Regions from separate parts of the Sus scrofa genome. Here region 1 is linked to region 2. A link is a contact called in public promoter capture Hi-C data. All regions are on one chromosome and are shown on one strand. The core of a region is the stretch at or near the end of the contact, and the rest is flanking DNA. Distances in the headings are between cores, read along the strand shown.

Evidence for each region. Promoter capture Hi-C pulls out the DNA fragments that hold promoters and counts their contacts.
Region 1: a promoter capture Hi-C map of fetal liver shows a contact between it and region 2, with 3 times the contacts expected there. The contact joins the promoter of CD82 here to the promoter of TSPAN18 in region 2. A contact is called at or near these places in 2 of 5 promoter capture datasets (fetal liver and liver) and 9 of 47 Hi-C or Micro-C datasets (embryonic fibroblasts, fibroblasts, heart right ventricle and 5 more).

The regions. Positions count from the first base shown.
Region 1 is chr2:17,797,810-17,804,444 of Sscrofa11.1, reverse strand. It overlaps CD82 (CD82 molecule), which reads left to right and starts at 1,273. Exons shown (of 9, transcript NM_001145218.2): 1 at 1,273-1,431. It overlaps LOC102166930 (a long non-coding RNA gene), which reads right to left and starts at 761. Exons shown (of 2, transcript XR_002341490.1): 1 at 367-761.
Region 2 is chr2:17,666,592-17,673,999 of Sscrofa11.1, reverse strand. TSPAN18 (tetraspanin-18) reads left to right here and starts at 2,263. Exons shown (of 11, transcript XM_021083155.1): 1 at 2,263-2,550.

The DNA.
Region 1 (6,635 bases), core at 24-2,523, 130 kb before region 2:
GAGCTTTGTCAGCTGCACAGGTGAATGGCTCTGGAATAACGCAGAAACCAGAGGCTGATCCCTGGGGTCTGGGAGTGTGGAGGGCCAGGAGGCAGGTGGGGGCACCGCAGCCAAAGACCTTTTGCAGCCCATCCTAATTCTAAGCCCCTTCTTCTCAAGAAGAAAACCAGCTTCTGAGAAGTGGGCCAGGTGCCCCTCCTGCCACCCCTGTCTCAAGCTATGCCTCCTCCCTTACCTCAGGCAGTCTGCTAGCACTGCCCCAACAAGTAGCTGGTCCTGGCCACTGCTCTAGGGGCCAGTCCAGGCAAGCTGGTGCAGCGTCAAGCCTTGCCTACGATTCAAGGCCAGGGGGTGGATCCTGCTTACCTGATCCATGCGAGACTCAGAAGCCATGGCTTCCCTTATCTAAGCATCAGGTTGCTCAGTAAAATAGGTGCAACATTTGGGGATAGAGTTGTGCGAATTCAGTGGCCAGTTCTTTTATTTTTCTAAGCCAGGGCTTGGCATAGAGCAGGCCCCTGGTGAGAGTTCAATCGGTGGTAGCTGTTAGTATTTGGAAAAAGTGCCTAGGTCCAAGCCACCTCCTGATAGAGGCCGGGACTTGGAACGCAAACCGCTCCCGAGCCGTTCCCCGGTTGCACCCGGATACGCCCGCCCTGGAATGCCAGCGTGAAGGCCCGGAGGCCTGCACGCCCAGAGCAAGGTTGCCAGGGCAGGGCAGGATTAGGGAGGCGCTGAAGCGGGGAAGGGGCGTTGCTGGGGCGTGGCCTCAACCTAGGGGGCGGGGGTACACCCAGAGAAGAGGGATTCGGCGGTGGGGGTGGTGGAGGGAGGGTCTAGGGAGGGACGGGAAGGATGAGGCAGGCCTAGGAGGGGCGGGACCGTTAGGTCCCGCTGCGAGCGGGGCTTCTCACCTAGCAGGGGTGGAGCGCCGAGCCGGCCAGACAGGCCTTTATCGAGGCAGAGCCGGAGGAACACAGAGGACCCGGCCCAGGAGGCAGGCCCAGGGGTCGGCCCCCTCCCCAGAGTGACCTGGGGCGGGGCAGACCGGGATCGATTTGGGGGCCGTAGTGGGGCGGGGCAAGGAGTGTAGCTCCGCCCCCGCCCCCTCCGGCGGGACACGGGGCGGGGCTGGCGGGTTAGAGCGGAGAGACCATAGCGGGCGGGGCCTGATCCGGCCGGGTGCCAGGCCACATTCCTGCAGGGTGTGGGGGCGGGGCTGGCGGTCCCCACGTCCAGAGGCCGAGGGGGCGTGTCGAAGGGGCGTGGTCACTTCAGGGGCGGGGCTGGCCGAGGCCGTTGAGTTCCCAGACGACCGCCGGGAGGGGGACGACCAAGAGACCGAACCCAGGGCTGCGCGGTCAGACGCTAACCAGGGCGCGAGCGGGAGACGCCGGGCTTGCAGCGCCGAGCAAAAAGCAGAGCCAGCAGGTGAGAAACTGAGGGGGGGGAGGCCTGTCGGCAACAGCGAGCAAAGTTAGTTTTCGCCCCAACTTCCAGAGGCCGCTCGGGCAGCTTTCTCGGAGCAAGTGACAGGTTGGGCCCCGAAGGCAGCTGGTGGGTGAGAAGGAGCTTAAGTTCCCGGGTCCTGACCCCCAGTTTTCTGGCTCCGCCGTGCACCAGCTGTGTGACCCCGGGCGCGTCCCCCCACCTAGCTCTGGACCTCTCGGGTTCCAGTAAAAGGAGGGGATTGAACCAGGTGAACCTTTCTCACTGAAACTCCGGAAGGTGAGGCTGGCAGATGAGAGCGGACACAACAGGTCTTCAGATCGCGCCGCCCAGACTAGAGTTTGTCTCCTTGCAGAGTGACACGGAGCAAAGCAAACTCACTGCAAGAGTGAAGCGAATTGCTTTAAAGGTCACACTAGTTCCTCGGATGGGACTTGAAACCCACGGGTCTGGGGAAGTGGGGGCAGAGGGGGGCGGCTGAATTCAAAGAGATATCAGCCTCCCCTCCCCCCCCAACTCTGAGAGCCCACTAAGACTTGAGGTGGGAAACTCAGCGGGTGTTTGGCCCTTCCCAGGGCTTTTCCAGGTGAGCTGGCTTGGGAGGCCCCCGGCAGAAACTAGGGGACAAATTCTTATCTGGGTGAGTGGGGAAGACAAGGGAAAACCCCACCTAACTTTGGGCCCAGAGTCAAGCCCAGAAGCCATGTCTCTTGCTACTTGCCCTGGGTCCCTTCCTTGGGCTGGTGGTTTCTGTCCCTGGTGGTGGCAGGTGCTCTGTGCCAGGGTCCTAGGAGCTGGGCAGCCTAGTTCAGTGGTCAAGGACGGGCCCTTTGGATTCCACTCCCCTTTTAAGCTTCGGTTTTCTCATCTGTAATGTGGGGGTAGTGATGATACTCAATGGTAGTAGTGAGGACTTAATAGAATAATACATGTAGGAGCTCCCATCGTGGCACAGTGGTTAACGAATGTGACTAGGAACCATAAGGTTGCAGGTTCGATCCCTGGCCTTGCTCAGTGGGTTAAGGATCCGGCTTTGCCATGAGCTGTGGTGTAGGTCGCAGACGTGGCTCAGATCCCGTGTTGCTGTGGCTCTGGTGTAGGCCAGCTGCTGCAGCTCCAGTTGGACCCCTAGCCTGGGAGCCTCCATATGCCATGGGAGCGGCCCTAGAAAAGGCAAAAAAAAAAAAAAAAAAAAATAGAATACATGTAAAGCGCTTAACAAGGCTCCGAGGCACCCACCGAGGCCTCGCTGTATGACAGCTGCTCTGATGTGGATGAGCAGGTGATAGGCTGGCTTCTTGCCTGGGAATGAGGCTGTGTTTGGAGGCCAGACGCTGGTGACAGCACCTCCTGACCTTATGAGAGCCAGACCTTGCCATTTGCCACCAGCATCACTTTGTCCATTTGCAGATTGGGGAGTGTGTACAAGTAGCTGAGTTTTCAGTAATATTTCTTACAGTTGTTAGGTGTCCAGTTAAATAAACCCCCAAAAATGTTTACTTTGCACTTACTAGACACTAAGTGGAGCTAGGGGATACAGAGGTGAACTAGCCAGTCCCAGGTTCTGCCTGCATTTTGAGTTGCTGACAGTGAGGCCCTCATCCCCACTGTGTTCTGCTGGAGAGAATAACTCACACCCAGAGCTCAAGGCCAGATGAGATTTCATGGATTCGGACTGCTCCGGTGGCCCGAATCCAGCTTTTCCATTGCGTGCTTGGCTCGGCGTGGAGATGAGGGGCAGTGTAGGTACCTGCTATCTGTTCCATCAGGGTTGGGCGTCAATGGCGGCTCGTTCCTTGCATCTCCTGGGGAGGTGAGTGCTACACTTTGGAACCTGGTGGAAAGCTCTATGGGACAGAGTCTGATCCAGAGGCTGTACTGTATGGCAGAGACAGCGCGTGTGTATATATGGGAGGGGTGGTGCTCAGGTGAAGAAAGACACTGGAGAACCCAGGGTCTGGGGTAAAGGGGCTTCCTGGAGTTGGTGAGACTTGAGCAGGACTTACTGCCCCAGCTGGGAAGTCCCAGTTGGGCTTGGATTAACGGGCCACAGACTCCCCTCTCCAAGCATTTGGGTGGCTTAAGATTAATTAGAGTTCAGTCTGGTGGGGAGGGAGGGGGGTCAGAAGGTGTTGCCTGTGTGGGGAGATGTTCATTTCAAACAGTGCTTGGTAAACATCTTCTGGAAAGTCCTCCCCCCCATCCCCCCGCCCACATGATGAATGATGGACCAGACGCTCTGACCCCATCCCAGTGGTCGGCCGTCGGGTAAGGGGCTTAGACAAGGAGACCAGTGCCTCTGATAGGAGATAAATGAAGAAAGGGCCAGAGGGATCCTCACGAAAGCTCCATGGAGGTGGTGGAGTTTGGGATGGACCTTGAGGATTGCGAAGGTTCCAGCAGCCACGGCAAAGACCATGTCTGGGGCAGAGGAAGATGCCTAGGGGAAGGCGAGGAGCTCAGCATATTCGGGGGAGTTTTAAGAAACTTCTCAGTCTGGCTGGAGAGATGGGACTGGGTGGAGATGTCAAGGGGGGATGGTAGGTTGGCTCCACTCATGGAGGACCTTGAATGCCAAGGTGAGATATTTGGATGCGTTTTCTAGAAAGTGAAGGCCACTGAAGGTTTGTGAGCGGGGGAGTGACATAATCAAAGTGGCACTTTAGGAAAGACAGTCTACCACATGTGATGGGGGCCAGGACGCAGTGGTCAGGGGATAGAGAACCGACGGCCGTGGCAATGGGGATGCAGGAGGGGCCTGGGGGGCTTTGGGGGTGTCTGCAGCTGGGGGATAGGAGAGACTGTCGGAGGGAAGGGGGAAACAAGTGTCCCGGCTTGTGCCCTGTTTTCTTTCTGCCCCCCACCACCGGGCCTAGACCCTAGTACATAGCTGGCGCTCAGGAAGGTGGCTGGATTGGGTGGGTGAGGGCTGTGGAGGGCGAGGAGTGCTACCAAGTGATAGAGAGGGAGCGGCCCAGGAAGGCTCTGTGTTTGCCCATGAAGGAGGAGGCCTCTGGCCCAAGAGGAGGGAACTCGAGCCTGTCAGCCGGGGTGGTGGGATGGGGAGCAGGGTGGCTGGGAAGAAGTGCCTGCAGCTCTCCCCGCCTGCTCCCAGCCCGGGGAGGACCGGGTGAGAGGTTAGCCAGTGGGGGCACACATTTCCCACATGCGGGGGGTTGGATTTTTGGTTCCTCCAGGGCTTCTCGGAAGTTTCCACAATGTGAGGCAGTCCCCTCTCTCGTGCCTCAGACTTTTGAATGGTGGCTCCAAAGCTCCTCTCCCGCCCCGCCATTCCCACCCCCTCAACCCTGAGGACCCAGCCCTCGTTCCCCCTAAGGACCACACAGCCCCCTCCCGGCCCAGGGCTGAGCGGCCCCAAGGCCCCAGCATTCCTTGCGATTGGGAGCATCTGGGACCAGCTGGCACCCCCTGGTTTTCGCTCGCACTTGACGTCTGGTTCCAAACCTTTTAAACCCACTTCCGCCACCTCAGGGAAACTCAGGGGGTGGTCATGATGTCACGGAGAGCATCAAACACTCAGGAGCTGGCTCTGTGAGAGCTGGGTGGGAGGGGAGAGTCCGGACCCCTCTGTGGGACAGGCCAGGACCGGGGCTGGGGGTGGGGCAGGTTTAATCTCAGCAGGAACTGCCCTGCCTACCAGCTTCCCTCCTCTAAGCCTGGGTCTGCGGAGCCAGGAGAGGACCCAGAGATAAACATGGGCCGCGTATCATGCTACGCCCGCTTCCCCCTTCCCCTCACCCTCTGACGCTGCTGGAGGAGGCCAACCACAGCCCAGAGGCTCCGCGATGGGCCCAGTTGGTGTCTGGGGGCTGACCAGTTCCTGACTCACCCCTGGGGTTCCCCCTACACGGTGGTTTTCCTGTCAGCAGCTGACTCTCTGCTGACCTGGAGCAGCAGCTGAGGGGAGGGAAGAGGCCTGTATTCTGATTCTGTTTATTTATTTATTTATTTATTTACATATTTATTTTGGCTTTTTAGGGCCGCACTCGTGGCATATGGAGGTTCCCAGACTAGGGGTCTCATCAGAGCTATAGTCGCCCGCCTACACCACAGCCACAGCAATGCCAGACCCGAGCCACATCTGCAACCTACACCACAGCTCATGGCAACGCCGGATCCTTAACCCACTGAGCAAGGGCAGGGATCGAACCCGCAACTTTATGGTTTGTAGTCGGATTTGTTTGTGCTACGCCCCGACGGGAACTCCTGTATTCTGATTCTTAGAGTTAGTTCCAGCTCCTCAGTTTGACCTGCCCTAAGAATTTCTTCCCCTCTCTGGGCTCTTTCTTCCCTGCTCTGCTAATGGCCTATTCTTCCTCAGCTCTCAGGGGTTTCTGTAGCCTGGGTTCTGTCGTTTGTAAAGTAGGGCACATGCGAAGGCACACCCGCGAGGGGTCTCAATACAGGCTTGAACGGGGTGACTCAAACATACCGTAATTGGTCCCACCTCCTAACCTTGACACCGGAAGCACCCTTGCCAACCCGCTGCCTGTCTGCAGCACGGTGGTGAAGCCAAATCCTGGCCCCGCCCATTCCTTACTATGTAACCCTTTCGGAGCCTCAGTTTCTGAATCTGCACATTGGGGATAACAATGGTAACTACAAGGGGTGAAGATAAGAACAAAAAAGGACGTAGGAAGCCCTTAGCAATTGTATACCTACACGGGGTGAATCCCCCATGAATGAGAGCTGCTGCCTTCTTGTTTTCTGCACCCGACCAGTCTTTCAAAGCTTGTACCAGGCCACTTCTCAGGCCCCCAGGAACACCCCCCGAGCACCAGCCTTCCGTATGGGCCCTCTGTGCCAACGTGAGTGTGTGTGTGCCTGGAGATGAGAGTCACTTTCGTCTCCCTGGGGGTGGCTAGCCCTCCCCAACGTGACTCTAAGCTTCCTGAGGGGAAGTAGGTCTGAACGTCAGGGGCAGACTTTCTCGGAACCTCCTCGTCTTCTTTCCCTTCTCTGCTTTCCTCCGGGCTTGTCTACACCGAGTTCTTGCCTCTTGGCTGCTGTTTGGTGGCATATGGAGTGTCTCCGTGAACCCTCCCAGCCAGGGACTGCCCTGTCTTATCTCTGTGTCCTAACTCCTGGCACGAGGCCTGGCCCACAGCCGGCGGTTGGGAAATGATGGTTGAATGAATAAGTGATTCTCCTCGGGGTGGTCCAGG
Region 2 (7,408 bases), core at 1,014-3,513:
CCCCACCCTCACTCCCCCACCCCCGGGAGGAGGAGGATCGGGGGTGGGGGGTCCCTCTCCAGGTCTCTCTCAGCCCTTTTGATCACAACTTGGAGTCTCAGTTTATTGCTGCTGTGTCCTTAACACCTTTCTGTCCTCGTTAAGCTCCCTTTTCCAGAGAGAGTGGGGCCTCTGGCTCAACACCTTTCCCAGGCGGCAGCAGTAGCTCCTCGGAATTTTTTTTTTTTTTATTGTGGTTAAATATACATTGCTAGAATTTAATAACACTGTTTTATTTTCATGGTATTCATTTTTATGGTTACCTTCTATTTATAGTAACACGGTGCCAGTTTTCCATTTATGGTCGTGATATAACATTTCTTTGTCAAAACAAGTGAATCTAAGTTAAAAAAAAAAAAAGATAAAACAAACAAAAAACCCCAGAGTTGATTTAAAGAAAGCTATTAAGCAAATGGTTTTATCTGGCGTGCAGATAGGGCCAGATTTTCAACAGAGGCTGCAGAACGGCTGAGGTCTGGGAAACGCTGACTTGGAACTGAGCTGTCCTCCCAGCTGGGTGGCTGGACTGTCCAATTGACCTGCTCTGTCCTCATCTCCCTGGGGTCCCTTCTCCCACCTCCTCCTGCCTGCTCCTGCCAATCCCCTGGACCCTCAGAAACTCCGTCCATCCCTCCCAATGCCTCTGGCCTCCACCTCCCAGGCCCCCAGCACCCTGCCTGTGGCTTCATGATTTTTTTCCCTCCTTAAATTTACGTGGCGCCTTGCATCCAAAGAGGCCCACACAGAAGGCCTCTTCCAGCAGCATTCCAGAAACGCAGAGCCTGTGGGGCTTCTCGGCAAGAAGGGTCAGCCTCTTCCCCAATCCTGTTTTGGCAACTGAAGAAGCAAATATGGAACCTGAAGCCCTTTCAAGTTTTCTTTGTCCTTCTTCTACAGAAATTGCACGGATAGAGACACCCCCCCCGGGGGGGGGGGCAAGCACTGCTCCTGCTGGGTCCATTTAAAACCTGTGGATTCAGGGTTTTTTCTCCCAGTCACACTCTGTTAGTCCCACCTCAATTTACTCAGTGAAATGCTTGAAAGGACCAGACATCCTCGAAGTCTTAGAAGGATATCTCCTTTTCCGGGAATGTGGGCAAGGAAAGGTAGCCACTTCCTGCGCCTGCAAACGCTGCCCTGTGGCCTGACATCATGAGCATTCCTATCCAAGGCTGCAGTACTTTCAAATCCTATCAGTCATTCACTCCTTAGTGAGAATCAGTCGACCAAAGGAGCCTCCTGCAGAGCTTGTGTGTCTTTGAGTGTCCCGGCAGGCGGGCACCAGAACTGGAAGCTTCAGAGCTGGGACTCAGACAGTTGTTGTCCAGGGAACAGGAGTGGGCAACCCGAGCCCCTCTCCTCTGAGGGGCTAGCAAGCGCTTTCACTTGGGCTGTCTGCTTTGATCTGCTTACTTGTCCATTTTGTCTGGGGCGGGCGGATGGAATAGCTGCTTCACAGAATAGGTTCAGAGGTTAAATGGCTCGGTGAAGTCATGTGTCAGTGGCTGGGGAGGGGATGTGTGACTGAGGCCGAGGGACAGAGATGAAAAGATAAGGTCTGAGATGGAGACACAATCGGGTCATCTGCATCTGGCCTGAAGTTGGCACCCCCCCCCCAGCGCCCCCCACCTCCTGCTGCAAACCCCTTCAGCATCCTCTATTATCTGCGACAGTCCAAAGCAGCCCAGGGAGGGTGAATCCCGCTGGCTTTCAACAGGTACTTCCAGGGTAGCGGGAAGCCGAGGACCAAGGTCCAGATGGAGGATTATCCCCCCGCGGCCCCATAGTCCGGTTATGGAGGTGGGGGCAGCGTGGAAGTTCGCCTGGAATAAATGTTCCGATCTAGCCGGCCCCACTCCCCACTTCCCCACCGGATCCCCAGAACTGACCCGAAGCGAGGGCCAGGGAGCAGAGCGGGGAGGCGGACAGAGGAGAAGTTAGGGGAGAAAGGCAGAGGGTGGCTGGCCCCAGCGGCCCCCGGAGCGAGGCCTGGTGGCCGGACTGAAGGCGGAGACCGAGGCAGGGAGGGGGCGAGGGGCAGCGGGCCGGAGGAGACGTGCCTTCACGGCGGCCGCCACGGCAGCGGTGGCGGCGGCGACTGGAGAGGGAAGGGGAGGAGGTTTGGGGAGGGGAGGGAGCGCCGGGGGGGGGGGGAGGAGGGAGGGACGGAGCGGTGGCGGGGAGGTGGGGCCGGCGGACTGGCGGGCGGGCGGGCGGCTGCAGCTGCCGCCGGCGTCTCGGGGACTCCAGGCTGCAGGGCGGACGCAGCGCCGAGCGATCCACCGCGGAGCCGCGCGAGGCCGCCCGAGCCCAAGCCCCGGCCCCGGGCGAGCGCCGCCGCCTCCGCCTCGCGCCAGCGGGTCTCCGGACGCGCCGCCGCCGCCGCCGCCGCCACCGCCGGGAAGGCAGCTGGCGCCGAGCAAGTTGCGAGCGCGCCTCTCCTCCCAGGGAAAGTTTCCCCCGCGGCCGCCGAAGGGAGTTGGCGCGGGGTCTGGCCGCTGCCGCTGGAAGGTAGGAGCTCCGCACCTCCGTGACCTCCGTGCACCCGGCCGCCGCGCCCCCGGGGATTTGAGGACCCAAGCGCGCTCCCCCTGAGAGACTGTTGGGCGCGGTGGGGGTGGAGTGGGGGGACCCCAGGACGGTTCTGGGGAAAGCCGGGAACCAAGTTCTACTTCAGCTAGCTCGGGGAGGGGGCAGGAGAGACGTGCTCGCCCCCCCATTCCTGCCCCGAATCCGCCGAGGGCCAGGGGCTTCCCCCGGGACAGGTGCAGCGCCAGCCCAGCGCTCCCGGCGGGTGAATGGGGGGCGCCTGCAGAATGGCGGGGTGGCAGGTGTGATTACAGGGTTGGGGTCTCGGCGAGCGCTGCGTCCTGGGGTGGGGGGAAGCGTTGCCCCGCACCATGCCACTCTGGAAGGGGGCAGGCTGGGACTAGGGATTACAAAGGAGGATCCGGGCCGGAGGATCGCCGGGCCCAGCAGGAGCACTGAGAACCGGTCGCCTTCGGGGTCCCAGGAAGCGGGGCGGGGCGGGAGCGCCACGCTTTCCTCCGGGGCCCCCTTTACTCCGTACGCGGTGTGTGCGGTCTGGGGAAGCGGAGATTCCCTTGGGGGCTCGGCGGATCCGAAGCTCGAGCAAGTCCAGGTTTAGGGGGCGCCGTGGGAGTCCGCTTGCCGGGTTGGCAAGGGTGGGTTCGCGCCGGCCCTGGGTCCCGGCTGAATTGAGGTCAGTTGGATCCCGCCAGGGGGCGCCCTTCCCTGGCCCTTTCGGCCACAGGAAGACGAGCCCCGGTTCCTGAGAGACAAATACATCGAAATCCAGAACAGATAACCGCAGACTGCCCCTGTCCCCCCCGCGCCCCAACAGGCGCTGGGCCGGCCCTGAGCAGCAGCCACCCCCAGCCGGAATCGGGGAGAGGGTCCGAGTGGGAGGCTGGGACCCCCCAGTTATAACTGTGCTGTGTACTGGAAAGCTTGGCCGTCAGGAGTTGGTTTTTCTTGGGGGAGCTGGCAGGGTGTATGGGTGAATAAAAAAATTCACCCCCAGAAAAACAAAAAGGAAGGGAACTTAACGTCAACAGCGAATTGCTGTGGAGGAAGTGGATGGGAGAATGAACTTTTTGAGGTTTCTTTGGAGTCTGAAACCCAGCCTGCAGAATGTGCCTCTTTTGTAAAAGTCCTACCTTTGTTCCACGGATCTGGCCGGATCCCCTTCTCGTGTGGGTGGGAAGAGGGTCTTGGGCTGTGTCCCCTCCTCTGGGTTCAAAGAAACTGGGAAGCACAGGGCGGGGATGATGGGGGTCCCTTAAAGACTTTAGCAGTCCAGGCTCAAGTGATAAATAAATCTCTTAGTCAACAAGAGCCCCTCCTCCTGGGGTCTGGGGTCTGCAGGCCACATTCATCTGGTCACTTCATGGTGACTGGTGGAAACCTGCTACCGGTCCCATTGTGTGACCTCAGGGGCCCTGTGTGTTGAGTCTGTGCATCCATGCCGAAGCCTTGGGAAGCCAGGCTGCTGGCGTTTATGAAGAGCTTCATCTTGTCATGCATGGGGCTGTTCGACATTGAAGGGACACTGAAGGGACTGTGGCCTCATCTTTCTAACTCCTTCCCTCCTCCTTGCTGCACCCCAAGTGAGTCCAAATGTGCAAATCAAAGAACGCAGGCGGTGGCCTCATAGGGGCCAGTGGAAGTTTTCCTCTTTCTCTGGGCTGCAAACCTTCGCCCCTTAGGTTGCCCCCGCTTCCTCCCATGTCCCCCGAGTCCCCTGCAAAGGCGATGGAAACTGGGTGGCCCCTGAAAGAGAGTTGAGGTTCTTGCTTTCAGTGTAGCCCTCAGCTGTGTTTGTTGGATGCTCTAGGCCAAAAGTTGCCGTAAAAAAAGATCAGCATGCTTTTTATTTCGAATAGAATAGGACGAGTAGGGAGGAGACAGCGGAAAGGGTGGAGAACCCCTGTCTCTGGATTTGTCTTCAAGACATTCCACGGGGCCAGAAAACAAAAGGAGTTGTCTGGAGGGTTTTTTGGTTTTGTTTTTATTGAGATTTTCTTCTGAGGGAAGCCTGCCCCCAACCCCTGCCCTGGGAACCTGGGCGTGGGTGGGGTAGGGTGGGGTGAGGCCTGAGGGCTGGCATCTCTGCCCCCCACCCACACCCTACCTGCCCCGAAGAGAAGATGGAATTGAGACCCCGAGGCCTGCTGATGTTCTGTGGATTTGGAACTTCATGTGTGAACTCACACAGCTCGCAGGCAAATTCTGAGATCTCTGATGCAGCAATATTTCCAGTCTTGGGCACCCTGTCTGCTGGTCCTTCTGTCCCCCAATCCATTCAAAGGACAGGCCCTTGGGATATCTTTATCCAACCCAAGGCTGAAAGGGTGGTATTTCAGTGCAAGTTCCAGGCCACGTTCTAGTAGCATCGATTCAACTGGAGTTGGATTTAAGACACCTTGCATGGATCCTGGAAGTACCCCGTCTCCTTTAAAACCTGCCCTTGTCAGCCTGAAAACAGCTCCCTGAATTACTGAATGAGTTTTTAATGGTCTGGGGTGGGGTGGGGGTGGGGCTGGGTTGGAGGACTGGGTGCCAGGCGGGGACAGGTGTGTGTGTGTGGGGGGTCAAGGTAAGCGAGCATGGCAGGGGTTTGTGGGAGGGGTTGGGAAGGGAAGGAAACAGCAGATTTGTGATCCAGCTCTTTGGGGTTCTGAATGTGGTTCGAGGCGAGTCACTTTTCTTCTGGAACCTGCTTTCCCAGTCTGTAAACTGAGGGGGTCGGTCTGGGAGATTCTGGGGCCCTTGCAACTTAAAGTCAGGAAAGTAAGGTTTTAGGGCCCTAGGCAGCCCTGCTCTGCTTTCCGCCTCTCCTTGCTCTGCCCCAAGCAGCCCTTACACTGCACGTGGACCAGGCACCCACCCTCCGTCGGACCGAGAATGGAGGGTGGTGCGAGTGAGCTGTTCCTGCTGGGAGCCCCATTTCTGTCTCCAAACTTGCACCTCATCCTTTTTCTGGATGCCCATCTGGCCCTGGGAAGAGTAAACGGTGGTGGCTGGGCTGCCCCTTTAGGGACCCCTCTTTGCAAAGGGCTGCTCTTCTGGTCTATTTCACCAGCCATTGGGAAGGAAAAATCAGGAACATTTGTTCATGCTCAGCTGGGACACAGCAAAGGAGGCGGGGGCTTGGAAACCAGCACTTCGGTCCCCCGGAGCAGATGAGCAGTTGATGGGGTATTTTTGCAATCTGATGCCGTTCAGTAACCCGCCAGCCTGGGCTCCTCCTGCTGCACGGGCTGCCACCTTGGACCCGCATCAGCGCTCCGATGGAGTGTGAGTGTGTGTGTGTGTGTGTGTGTGTGTGTGTGCGCGTGCACGCACGTGCAGATTGTGAAACACTTATTAAAAAGAGGGGGAGAGGAAGATGAACCCCAGTGTTTGCATCTGGCAAAGCAGGTCTTTCATCTCAGCACTTGTTATCTTAAAGTCCAACCCTTGCCCCTTGTCTGCACCCAAGACTGCTGGTTTAATTAGTAATTAAACAACTCAGAGAGGACAGAAACATGTTCACTGGTCGTAAGTGTGTACACGTACTGATTGGCAAGAGGATGGAGTGGAAAGGTCACTGGACCCACTGGATCAGGAGAAGGACGCTTGTGTTCTAGCCCCGAGTCTGTGGCAAGTGGAGCTGTGAGACCTCGAATGAGTCACTGCCCCTCTCTGGGCCTCAGTTTCCCTCTTTCTTTAGACGCAGCCTTGTGAGGAAGCCGGGCTTCCTGGGTTTGAGTGTTGACTTTCTCCCACTTATTAACATGTAACCGTAGACCATTCACCTTCTGGTGCCTCAGTTTCCTGATCTGTAAAATGGGACTAATACCACTTCATCAGATCGTGATGAAATGGCAGTGCAATTAAACATGTGGAACACTTAGCACAGTGCCTGGCAGGTAGTAAATGCTCAACAAATAGTCGCTATTATCACTGTCATTATTATTATTACTGTTATTGTAAACTGGGAGCGATCAACTACCACCCTTTCCAGGTCTGGTATTCTGGGGCTCTGTGGGTGGGTCTGCTTTTGAGATGAAGACAAGGGCGAGTGAAACAAATTGCTTTCCTTGTTTTTGTTTTATTTCCCCCCCTCCCTTCCTTTCCCTGCCTCACAGAGGGACTCCTGAGTTAAAATCTTGCGAGTGTGCTCATGATAGCCCCATCCTTGTGGCAGGAAGCCCAGTGTGACGTCACTGAAAATATCCTGGTTTCTGGCACTTGAGGGATGATATTTCATCAGCTCGTGTTTGCCCATCCTTTCCTTTCCATCCTTTGTTTCCTACCCTTAACCATAGTACGAAGACCATATGTGTGGATAATGAGTTTAAGCTGATAAACAACTCGCAGATTCACCCAAATAAAAGGCCGTCCTCCTGCAAGACACTTTCGACTTTAACATAAATAATCTGGCTCCTTCGCTGCATTGCACTGTGTCTGGCTGGCCCTGCTTCCCTCTCTGGGTTCTGCCCCTTGGTCTGTGGCAGGTCTGCGGTCTGGGCTGTGTCAGCCAACCTGGCTGGGCAGCCTCAGGCTGCACCTCCAGCGAGGCCGGTGCTCTGGGCCAGTGACAGACGATTTGGGGAGTGCTCCCCATTGGCTGGGAGCCAGACCACGCCTGTCACCTCCGCTCAGACATTATCCCCATGTTCCAGATTAGGAAGTAGGGCTCAGAAAAATCAAGAAGGTGACGGGTGGGACTGCAGTTTGATTCTAGGTTCATCTGATTCTCCAGCCTGGGCTCAAATCCAGTCTGTGATATTTCCTCTCCTATCAAAACACCCTATGAGCCCAAAGCCCTAGGAAAAACTTCCCTAAGATGCCATCAGGCCCC